Regions from separate parts of the Pan troglodytes genome. Here region 2 is linked to region 1. A link is a contact called in public HiChIP or PLAC-seq data. All regions are on one chromosome and are shown on one strand. The core of a region is the stretch at or near the end of the contact, and the rest is flanking DNA. Distances in the headings are between cores, read along the strand shown. Region 1 holds the start of PDCL3 (phosducin like 3). Region 2 holds the start of CHST10 (carbohydrate sulfotransferase 10).

Region 1 (6,229 bases), core at 516-3,015:
AGCACTTTGGGAGGCCGAGGTGGGTGGATCACAAGGTCAGGAGATCGAGAGCATCCTGGCTAACATGATGAAACCCCGTCTTTACTAAAAACACAAAAAATTAGCCGGGCGTGGTGGCGGGCACCTGTAGTCCCAGCTACTCGGGAGGCTGAGGCAGGAGAATGGCGTGAACCCGGGAGGCGGAGCTTGCAGTGAGCCGAGGTCGCGCCACTGCACTCCAGCCTGGGCGACAGAGCAAGACTCTGTCTCAAAAAGAAACAAACAAACAAACAAAAAGAGCAGAATCCTTTCTACAGGGTGGTCAGGGAAGGCCTCAAGGGACCTGAAGGACAGGGAATGCAAAGGAGGCCAGGGCAGCCCTCAAGCTACCACTTCACCATTTAAGAGTGTCTAGGCCAAGTGCGGTGGCTCATCCTGTAATCCCAACACTTTGGGAGGCTGAGGCTGGGCAACATAGGGAGACCCCATCTGCACAAAAAATTAGCCCAGAGTGGTGGGTGCACGCCTGTGGTCCCAGCTACTCTGGAGGCTGACAAGGGAGGATGGCTTAGCCCCGGGAGGTCGAGGTTGCAGTGAGCTGTGACAGAGCCACTGCACTCCAACCTGGGCAACAGAGTAAGACCCGGTCTCAAAAAAAAAAAAAAAAAAAAGTGTCTGGCTCCTGGCAGACACGCCCTCCCCTCCAGCCCCTAATGCCTCCCTGCCCAGCAAAACCCGCACCCTCTCCTCTCCATCTGCCACTAAGCAGAGATTAGAATTTCTGACCACTGCGGGATCTTTGGACAGTGACAAAATTTAGTTGGCATAGGTTTTTGCCCACAATAGTGCCCATTTCCATGGTGTTTTCATTCATTCTCCTTAGGCTTTAACCAAATTCCGCTAGTAAATTGCAGCTACAGAAAAATAATTTATTTTACCTATTTTAATTAAAAAAAAAAAAAAAAAGGACGAAACAGAGGGACCCTCGCGGGGAGCTCTGGAACCCGAGCGGTCAGATAGGGAACACGCCCCAACTGGACCCCAGGGTCGGGGGAAGAGGGTGTAACTAAGCCCTCACCTGGCTCTCAGTGGAGCCAGGAACACCGGCTGTGCCGCTGCTTTACGTGCGGAACACCCCAGGCCGGACCCTCCGCTTCCTAACACCTCTGCCCAGGTGTGCCTTAGGGGAGTTCAGGAGAGGAGGTAACTTTTGTTAGGCGGGATCTGGCAAGACCTTCACAGGCCCGGGTGGGTAGAGACCGCGAGGAGACATAGTCCCGGAGGACTAGGTTTGGGGGACCCGGCACACCGAGGCGGGGACGCCCAGGCCGTGGGTCCTGGTGGGACCACGCCCGCCCTCCCGCACTGCGCCTGCGCAGGGCCTGGAACGCCGGGCCTCCCTCGTGCCTGCGGCGCCGGAGCTTCCCACAGGGCGGGCGTCCACCGCCGGCCCGGGCCCAACGAGACAAACGAACGGGCCGCAGCCCCCAGACCCGAGACCCGTCCTAGCTCACCTGCATCTTGTTTCCAGTTCAGTTGCTCAAACCAGCTGTGCCGCGGCGCCCCCGCCCCTCAGCTCCCTTTTGTGCACGCGCACAGCGCCGCCACGCCTCTTCCCCCAGCCCAGCCTTCGCCCCGCCCAGGGACGAGCGGCGGGGAGTAAGGGCGGAAGCAACAGCCTTGAGTCTGCGCCGGCTCTTCAAGGAACCGGCACAGAAGCTGTTCGCATGCGCGAGAGAGGATCTGCCCACTGTCCTGCTCGGAGTGCACTTGACCTGGTTCTAATTGTGGTCGCTGCCTTATTAGGGCTGGTCTTCAGCGGAGGAGGGGTGGGGCTGGGTGGAGGAGGAACCCGGGGCCGTGTGCCTTTTCCAGCTGCCGGCCCAAACCTGTAAAGACGTCTCGCTCTGACTAGCCTAACAAGTCAGAAATAGAAAATTGCCTCTAGGCCGGGCGCGGTGACACACGCCTGTGATCCCAGGCCGAGGCGGGCGGATCACTTGAGGTCAGGAGTTCGAGATCAGCCTGGCCAACATGGTGAAACCCCGTCTCTACTAAAAATACAAAAAAATTAGCCGGGCGTAGTGGCGGTTGCCTGTAATACCAGCTACTCTGGAGGCTGAGGCAGGAGAATTGCTTGAACGAGGGAGGCGGAGCTTGCAGTGAGCTGAGATCTCTCCACTGCACTCCAGCCTGGGTTACAGAGCGAGACTCCGTCTTAAATAAATAAATAAATAATGATGCAGGGTCTTCTGGAATTCACCCACGATCACTTCAGCCTTGGAAAAGGCAACTCATTAATAAGACATTGAGAGCCTGCTGTGTACCAGGCACCATTCTAGGCTCTGCAGATGCAGCAGTGAGCAAAACACTAAAACAAAGGTGAAAGTCATCTGCCGTGCCTGAGTATCAGGAGACCCATGTATGCAGGCACACAGGCACTGAGCAAAAAGCAGCAATCTGACTTGTAAAATGCAGGTATTGGGCTCCAGAGCTTCTGCCCAGGCACACTCCGAGTTTAAGAGAGCAATATTCCTACCTGGTATGGAAGGAAGCATCTTGCACACGTGGGCTAAGTTGCTGCCTCCTGGCAACTAAGCGGACACAGAGAGTAGAGACCCACACACCTGTGAGATAGGCGCAGGGCTTCCAACCGTGGCTATGCATTAGAATCACCTGGAAGCCCTCAAAAACTACGAATGTCCTGGGGCTCCATCCCCAGACAAATTAAATCCTTGGAAATGAGGCCTAGCACAGATACTTTCTTAAAGATCCTCAGGTGATGCTAAGGTGCACAATCGTTGATATAGAGTGAATCAAATGATTGCTTGAGAGCAAGGAGTTTTTATTTAATTTATAAGGATCCTTAAGATTTTTCTAACTCATTTCAACTGAATTACAGGCCCTTTTAGGGATTTATTAATGTATCTGGCAGCACCATGTTTGTTAATGAATTCTCCTTGGGTCTTACCACCAAAATCAGGACTGGGACTAACTTTGAGTTTGATCCTGTGCTTCTTGCTCAGTCCTGCACAGCAACAGAGCAGGTGGTGTTTTGTCCTTTCCTCATCCCCAGCCTTTGCTGTTCCCTGAGGCCTGTTTTCCAGGACTCAGCTATTCTACAGTTGCTCTTCCCCACATGATCCGGTCAGAGGCATTCTAACCAAAGCCAATCCATCTTGAATAGGGGATGGGGAAAAGGAGGCTGAGACCTACTGGGTTGTATTCCCAGAAGGTTACGCATGCTTAGTCACAGAATATTTACCAAACAGACCTAAGACTTAACAGACCCAGGAAATGTCCTGGTGTCCTGAAAGCTTTCTTTTTTCTTTCTTTTTTTTGAGATGGAGTTTCACTCTTGTTGCCCAAGCTGGAGTGCAATGGTGTGATCTCGGCTCACTACAATTTCCACCTCCTGGGTTCAAGCGAGTCTCCTGCCTCAGCCTCCCAAATAGCTGGGATTACAGGTGCGCGCCACCACGCCTGGCTAATTTTTTTTTTTTTTTTTTGTATTTGTAGTAGAGACGGGGTTTCACTGTGTTCGCCAGGCTGGTCTCGAACTCCTGACCTCAAGTGATCCACCTGCCTTGGCCTCCCAAAGTGCTGGGATTAAAGGTGTGAGCCACCGCACCTGGCCTTGTTTTGTTTTTTTGAGAGAGTCTCTCTTTGTTCCCCACCCTGGAGTGCAATGGCAAGATCTCAGCTCACTGCAGCCTCCACCTCCTGGGTTCAAGTGATTCTCCTGCCTCAGCCTCCCAAGTACGTGGGATTACAGGCATGCACCACCACGCTGGGCTAAGTTTTGTATTTTTAGTAGAGACAGGGTTTCGCCATTTTGGTCAGGCTGGTCTCGAACTCCTGAGCTCCTCATCCCAAAGTGCTGGGATTACAGGCGTGAGCCAGAGTGCTGGGATTACAGGTGTGAGCTACCACGCCCAGCCAAGAACAAAAGCATTCTTAAAGTTTTGTTTTAACAATAATATAGATTATTGGGAAAGACAGTAGTTATGAAACCTGGCCCAATAGTCCCACAGACAGTTGCTTTTGGATAAACATAGACATTGACCCTTCTGCTGTTAAAGCTTGAAACTTGTATCTGTTTAATCTGAGTTTCTTCCTCAGGAAAGGACCTTCAGGCCTCTCAGAAAAAGTATCAAAGAACTGAAACTCAACAGATCACCTCACCAGATGCATCCTTGCCCTTCCCTCTTCTTGTTTTCTTACACAATGTTACATTTCTTCCCTGCTATATAAACCCCTAGTTTTAGTCAGTCGGGGAGATGGATTTGAGACTGATCTCCTGTCTTGTCTCCTTGTCTCCTCGGCTGCAGCACCCAATTAAAGGCTTCTCAGTTGGGAATACTTGTCATCCCAGTGATTGGCTTTTTTTTTTTTTTTTTTTTTTTTTTTTTTCCCGAGACAGAGTCTCGCTCTGTCGCCCAGGCTGGAGTGCAGTGGCACAATCTCGGCTCACTGCAAGCTCCGCCTCCCGGGTTCGAGTGATTCTCCTGCCTCAGCCTCCCGAGAAGCTGGGACTACAGGCGCCTGCCACCACGCCCGGCTAATTTTTTGTATTTTTAGTAGAGGCGGGGTTTCACTGTGTTAGCCAGGATGGTCTCGATCTCCTGACCTCATGATCCAGCCGCCTCTGCCTCCCAAAGTGCTGGGATTACAGGCGTGAGCCACTGCGCCCGGCCCAGTGATTGGCTTTCGTTGTGGCCGGCAGCAGGACCTAGACCTAACCCCTGGTGTTTTGGTAACAGTTACACAAAGTCCTTTGTCACAAGCCTTGGTAGTAGAGCAAGTGTGCCCATGATTTTCGCTTTGTTGTACCTACACAAGCATTGTACCTAAGGTGGATGAGTTCCTCCTCTCGCTTTCTGGAATGCCCTACTCTGTCCATGGAGCAGCCATTCTTTCATTCCCTTACTTTCTTAATAAGCTTGCTTTCACTTTACTCTGTGGACTTGTCCCAAATTCTTTCTTGCCAGAGATCCAAGAACCTTCTGGGGTCTGGATTGGGACCCTCTTTCTGCTAACGATACCTCTCCAGGGATTAACAGACAAAATGCCCATACCCTACTGCCCTATCAGCAGTTTGAAAGGTGTCCCTCTTACTTTTTTTTTTTGTTTTGAGGCAGAGTCTTGCTCTGTCACCCAGGCTGGAGTGCAGTGGCGTGATCTCGGCTCACTGCAAGCTCCACCTCCTGGTTCACGCCTTTCTCCTGCCTCAGCCTCCCGAGTAGCTGGGACTACAGGTGCCTGCCACCACACTCGGCTAATTTTTTGTATTTTTAGTAGAGACGGGGTTTCACTGTGTTAGCCAGGATGGTCTTGATTTCTTGACCTCGTGATCTGCCAGCCTCAGCCTCCCAAAGTGCTGGGATTACAGGCGTGAGCCACCACGCCCAGCCCCATCCCTCTTGCTTTTGTCAAAATTATTCTTTTGTTATTCTTTCCACCTGTGCTCCAGATCCTCTCACCTCCCTCAGGGACTTCTTTCATCTTTCCATCCTTCTTGGCTGTGGAGAAAATAATTACAGCTTATGAGAAAAGATCAGAGATATACGAATTAGAAAAAATAAACTATTTCTATTTGTGGATGATATAGCATACTGGAAAACTCAGCGGAACCGAGTCTTAAATTCATACTAACAATATGATAATTCAGTATAGGAGCAGGATATAAAATTAACACAAAAATAGTCTTCATCCGTGTTTACAATAACAAACTACAAGACAAAATGGACTCCAATTACAATAACAACAGAAAAGAAAAAGCTCTTGGAAACAAAGAAGTAGGCAAAACCTGCATGAGTTAAATTTAAAAACTTTTCTGAAGATACAAAAGTAGACTAGAACAAATGGACAAACATCCTTTATTTTTGGATAGTATGACTCAACATCATAGAGATATCAATTTTTTCCAAGTCAATATGTAAAACTTAACACGATGTCAAAAATCCAACAAATTATTTTTTGAGGCTAGGCAGCTTGACTCCAAAATTTTTATCAAGAATAGCACAAGGCAGGAGGGAGAGCTAGCCCTACTAAACCTTAAAACAATGTGGTGTTAGTACATAAATAGACAAAGAGATCAAGAGAGCAGCACGGCAAGTTCAGAACAAGCCCAGAAATAGAGCCCAGTACATATAAACATTAGTGTATGCTTAGACGAGACGGCATCTCAATCTGCTGGGATGGACTTTAAATAAATGGTGTTGGGACAATTGGATAACCATTTGGAAAT
Region 2 (5,857 bases), core at 2,979-5,478, 140 kb after region 1:
TTTTTCAAAACAAAAATATGGCATTGTTTACTCTTTTGCAAATCTCTTTAATGTCTGGCTTAATAGAAGACAGCTGGAATCATATACTTCTCTTCGCACTCAATCTGTTGCAATATATTGGTCAAAGAATATGAAGAAACTCCTTCCTCACACAGATAAGTAGAAAAAGGAAGAAATATTTAAATCTTTTCAGATAATTTGGGGGTATTTTGAGTTTCCACACCTAAACCCAACAAGTGGTAGCCGTCTAAAGGTTAGTACAATGTGGAATCCAAAACCCTATCAATAAATATTTTATATTTGGTGACATTAAAACTCATCACTTTGGCATGTTTTCCAACACCAACAACCATTTATCTGATTCTCCACACACCAGTTGGCTGTCCTACAATTCAACTTAATCCTGACACTAACTACCTGGAGTTACAGTCAGACTCCACAGGTTCAGGGCTCAGTCTCACAAGACTTCCCTCACTTCAGATGCCAGTTGCAAGAATTGGGTCCCCAGATTATCCCACTTCTTTCCAGCTTGGCTATAAATCAGGGGTTCCATGAATCCCTCCCTCCTGTTTGGTGATCTGATAGAATAGCTCACAGAATTTGGGAAGACAGTTTATGTCCTACTATGTCCAGTTTATGTCCTGTTATAAAGGATACAACTCAGGAACAGTCAGATGGCAGAGATGCATGGGGCAAGGTAAGTGGAAAGGGTGCAGAGCTTCCCTGCTCTCACTGGGCACACCACTCTCCCAGCACCTGAATGTGTTCACCAACCTGGAAACTCTCCGAACTCTGTGGTCTAGAGGTTTCCATGGAGGCTTTATCATGCAGACATGATCCATTATTAACTTAATCTCCAGCCCCTCTCATCTCTCCAGAGGACTGGGTATAGGGCTAAAAATTGCAGGCTTCCATACGAGGCCTGGTTTTTCCAGTGACCAGTCTCCATCTGAAAATATTTAGGGGCCCAGCAAGAGTTGCTTCATTAGAACAAAAGATACTCCTATCACCCAGGAAACTCCAAGGGATTTAAGTGCTTTATGTCAGTGTATTAGTCCATTCTCACACTGCTATGAAAAAATGCCCAAGACTGGGTAATTCATAAAGAAAAGAGGTTTAATTGACTCACAGTTCTGCATGGCTGGGGAGGCCTCAGGAAACTTACAATCATTGTGGAAGGCACCTCTTCACAGGGCGGCAGTAGAGAGAATGAGTGCTGAGTGAAGAGGGAAGCCCTTTATAAAACTATCAGATCTTATGAGAACTCACTCACTATCAGGAGAACAGCAGCATGGGGGTAACTGCCCCCAGGATCCAATTACCTCCCACAGGGTCCCTCCCATGACACGTGGGGATGACAGAAACTACAACTGAGATTTAGGTGGGGACACAGCCAAACTGTATCAGTCAGGAACCAGGGTCAAAGGCCAAATACATATTTCTCATTACACTACAACTGGTTGATCACTATACAATATTTTTTTACAACTAGTTGTTAGTACTACTTCTGATCTCATCAGAAAAATCTTTAAATATTGGGAAGCTGTCAAACTTACAGTGATGGATACAGGTTTTGCAAAAGTCTGATTTTTCACTTGAAAGCTTGAATGTTATCGCAGACAACAAACACTATCATTTGTTTTTCTTGAAGTGACAGGCTCATGTCATTCATTTTGGAGGAAATGTCTGCCAAATGCCCAAATCTGAGTAACTGCAGTTTGTCTGTCAGTTCTGCTTTCAAGTAAAACTGGCGTTCCATAAAAAAGAGCTGCAGCTTGTGCATCGCAGGCCATTGCACAAGGGCACGGCCTTCAGCAACCATCATCCTTGGGATGCAGCAGGATTGTTTCTGTGCATTTCCCACCCTGTCATGAGGCACATGACTGCTTCACGGGGGACATTCTTCAGTGACACTTTGTGTTTGTTTTTACTGCAAGTGCATGGTGGTGAAGGATGCAGTTACTACTGATTTGGTGTTGTCCCACTGCTGGGATTTGTGCTTACTTGTGCACAATCAGAGCAAATGTCTACATTGTAAAGAGGACAAATAATGTCCCAGTTCAACTATGAAAACAGTTTTGTCATTGCAGATCCTCTAAAAGGATCTTGGAGACTCCTAAAGATCCACTTTTTGGAGATCACTCTTTGCGAACTGCTATTTTAGAAACAATCCTCCTGCTACAAAGACTAAATATTTGGCTCACACGTGTAATCCCAGCACTTTGGGAGGCTGAGGCGGGTGGATAACTTGAGGTCAGGAGTTTGAGACCAGCCTGGCTAACATGGTGAAACCCCGTCTCTACTAAAAATACAAAAATTAGCCGGGTGTGGTGGCACGCACCTGTAATTCCAGCTACTTGAGAGACTGAGACAGGAGAATCACTTGAACCCAGGAGGCAGAGGTTGCAGTGAGCTGGGATGGCACCACTGCACTCCAACCTGGGCGACAGAGCGAGATTCCATCTCAAAAAAAAAAAAAAAAAAGACTAAATACTAATATTTTCCTAGACGTTCATTTATAGGAAAAAAAGAGAAACTATTTTGAAAAACTCCAAAAAAAAAAACCCAAAAAACCTCAGTCACCTTAGTTGTCAATGTGTAAGCCTCTAAAACAAACTCCATCTTTTAAAGTTTTGAACAGTATCTTGGGAATGCAGTAATAACAGTGACAATAGTGTGTGTTTGTTGCAGTGTTTACTACTGCGGGATGACTGTGCTTTGTATTTTAAATGCATCCTCTACAATATTCTTTAGTACCACACATTTTTTTTTTTTTGAAGGAGTTTCACTCTTGTTGCCCAGGCTGGAGTGCAGTGGCGAGATCTCGACTCACCGCAACCTCCGCCTCCTGGGTTCAAGCAATTCTCCTGCCTCAGTCTCCCGAGCAGCTGGGATTACAGGCACGTGCCCCCACTCCCGGCTAATTTTTTTTGTAGTTTTATTAGAGACAGGGTTTCTCCATGTTGGTCATGCTGGTCTCGAACTCCCGACCTCAGGTGATCCACCTACCTCCGCCTCTCAAAATGTTGGGATTACAGGCGTGAGCCACCACGCCCGGCCTAGTACCACATTCTGTAGATGAGAAGACTGGGACACAGAGAGATGAGAGTGTGACAAGGTCACAGTCAGATGCGGTGACTAAGGCTCTGAATCCACGTGGTCTGATTCCCAGAGCCTTGATCCTTAAATCCTGCATAATATGCTGCATCACATCCAAGCTTCACATTTACTTACTTCTTTTCTGCCGTGCACGTGCATCGATTCAAATCCTCAAAGGGAAACCCAATGTCTCATCTCAACCACAGGGCCCCAAAAAAGGGCTCAGTAAACGTCTTCTGCATGAGGGACAGAACCTTTAAACCATGATTAGTAATGGGGCTAGAAGTGAAATACTCAAACAGCCAGCTCCCTCAATATTATTAACTCATTAAGGAGGGAACCAATAAAAAAGAAAAAAAAACAAAAACAAAAACGCTTGTTCCTTGAAAGCTTTGATGAAAATTGTGTGTGTGTGTGTGTGTGTATACATACACGTATCTATTTTACTTGTTTGCTAAATAGACACAGATATAGTCGGGTAGTTAACAAACACGTAGGTTGTATAAAAATAAAACTAGTTTATCTTCTTTGGGGCAATAAAATCCCAATACCTTTGAGGTTGACTCAGGCCTTATCCATTTCTGCAGGTGAAGAAGTTACAACTCTTCAGGTCTGTAAACTGGTCAGGCCGTTATCATTGTCCTTCGTTAATCAACTGTACCTAGACAACAGTTACATCCCCAACCCGGACAGCCAAGGGGGCTCTTTAAAGAATAGAACGTCCCCCTTTTACTAAGTAGGCTTATTAGAAAATGCTAGAAGTTACCCTTAACGCAAGCAAGTGGCCTTTTTCCAAGTTGGGGATTTAAGAAATTTACTTATCTATTTTTTGTATTTTTCCAAGGTGGTTTTGTGTGTGTGCGTGACTTTGTTGTTGTTTTGGTTTGGTTTTTTGCCTTTTTCCAAGTTTGGGATTTTTTTTCTTTCTCAAAAAGCAAACCTGTTTTCTGGATGGAGGCCCAGCGGGACTTGTTCCGGCCGCAGGTCTCGGTCAGAAAGAACGCTTTTGCAGCGGCAGAAAGGGAGGCTCGGGATCCGGGCCTGGGGTCCCGCGGCCGCGCCCCTCCCCACTCCCCGCGGCCCGCTGGAACGCGCACGGCCGGGGACGGCGGCGGGGACGCGCGCGGGCAGGCGGCGCGCACGGCCGGATAGGCGCGAGGGGGCCGCGTGGGGCGGTGGCGGCGTCCTGGCCCCCAAAGCCGGTCTCGCGCGCCAGGCGTCTTCCTTACTTCCGCTGCCGCCGCCGCCACATCCCGGGACCCGACGGGCCGCGGCGCGGAGGCCGCCGGCGGCGGCGCGGAGGCCTCGGGGCAAGGTGGGGCGGGCCTCCCGCGCTCCCAGGACCCCGCGCGCTTCGCCCACAGGCCCGGCGAAGCCCGACCCGCGCGGCGCCCCCAGGGCCAGGGGAGGAGCCTAAGGACCCGGACGAGCGCCGCTCCAGTAGGGTGAGCTCGGGGACGCGCAGGCGGGGGGGTTTCAGCGCCTGGGCCCCTCTCCCCGCCGCGGGGCGCACGGAAAAACCGGAGAACCCGCGGGTTTTGTCCTGGCGAGCCACATCCCGGTGTGTTTTGGCGACTTGAAGACCTCCCTAGTTCGCGGGAGTAGCGGGAAGAGCCTTCCTCGCGTTAATTATGCAATAAGAAGGCGTCCTTGTGCGGGATGCTGTGACCCGCGGAATTATTGATATTGTGCGAGCCTACAATTTACTTCTTTCATCCTTGGCTGAGAATTTGCGTTTGTAATTGTAGATGGAGAGAGGAAGAAAGGGTTCCGCTTGGGTCCAAGGAGCATGCAGAGGAAGGCAGGGAAGAAGGAGCATGTGCAGCTTCGGTGCGAGGGGAGTCAGGGGTGGGAATGCACGTTCCCTGCCTGAGGGGCCCCGGGGTGCCCTGAGCCTCTGATCTTCGCTGTCAGGAGGCCTGTCCGAAGTTGGAGGTTGAGGCATGCAGTTCTGCACTTCTGGCTGGGAAGGTGAACCAGGTTTTCCAAAATGTCATTTTTGCTTTCCAAGTCTGCAAGGCAGGAAAGGGCTGGGCAGTGAATGGAAAGTAGTGCAGCCAGGTTCTGGTTAGCTCAGCGGCAGGACTGTCATAACGGTGGGTTTTTTTTGTTGTTGTTGTTGTTTTGTCTGAAAACCAGAGTCTGGGGCTTTGGGCCATGAGGAGTTGGGTTATTGCATTGCTTAGAGTGCCAGAGTGAGAAATGTCTCAGACGCTGTTAAAATTAGGCAGCTCAGTTTAGCTCTGGCTCTCTGATCACCAACCACCTCCTCCTTCACTCTTTTCAGTGACTGGGTTAAAAAGAAAAGACACAAAGAGAGAAGTGGTCTTTCCCCTTCCCTCCCCATTACAATTAAGAGCTTAGTCCATCTTGGCTCAGAATTGGAATTCAGAATTCAGAATTGCTCTTGACCCTGAAGAATAGAATCTCAAAGAAATACCTGAGCAGAAAATTCTTTCCTTCGCTGAAATGAAAATTGGAGTGTTTGCAAAACTGAACAAAGAAAGGAAAGAATTTGTAAACATCACAGGCAACTTGCAGTTATGTTCGGATCATCTTTCAGTGTTTGAGGAGTTCATACAATAAAAAGGTGAGAGAGAGCCAGGAATAGAAACAGGGGAGAGAGGTGGTTGCAGGACCTTAGAGATTGCAGAAACCCAGGAGTTCATTTTCTTTTCATACACGTCTGGATAACCTGGATGTGAGGACCATCAAATGCTGTACATGATGTTTCTGACAATGATGGACCACATATACA

What was found. HiChIP or PLAC-seq counts read pairs in DNA pulled down with a chosen protein or histone mark.
Region 2: a contact with region 1 is called in an H3K4me3 HiChIP or PLAC-seq map of stem cell-derived excitatory neurons, with 7 times the contacts expected there. The contact joins the promoter of CHST10 here to the promoter of PDCL3 in region 1. A contact is called at or near these places in 1 of 7 Hi-C or Micro-C datasets (stem cell-derived neural progenitor cells) and 1 of 1 datasets of contacts at active chromatin or transcription factors (stem cell-derived excitatory neurons).

What each region holds. Positions count from the first base shown.
Region 1 is chr12:22,371,943-22,378,171 of NHGRI_mPanTro3-v2.0_pri, forward strand. It overlaps PDCL3 (phosducin like 3), which reads right to left and starts at 1,766. Exons shown (of 6, transcript XM_525834.7): 1 at 1,494-1,766. The coding sequence starts at 1,499.
Region 2 is chr12:22,514,262-22,520,118 of NHGRI_mPanTro3-v2.0_pri, forward strand. It overlaps CHST10 (carbohydrate sulfotransferase 10), which reads left to right and starts at 4,229. Exons shown (of 7, transcript XM_016949112.4): 1 at 4,229-4,544.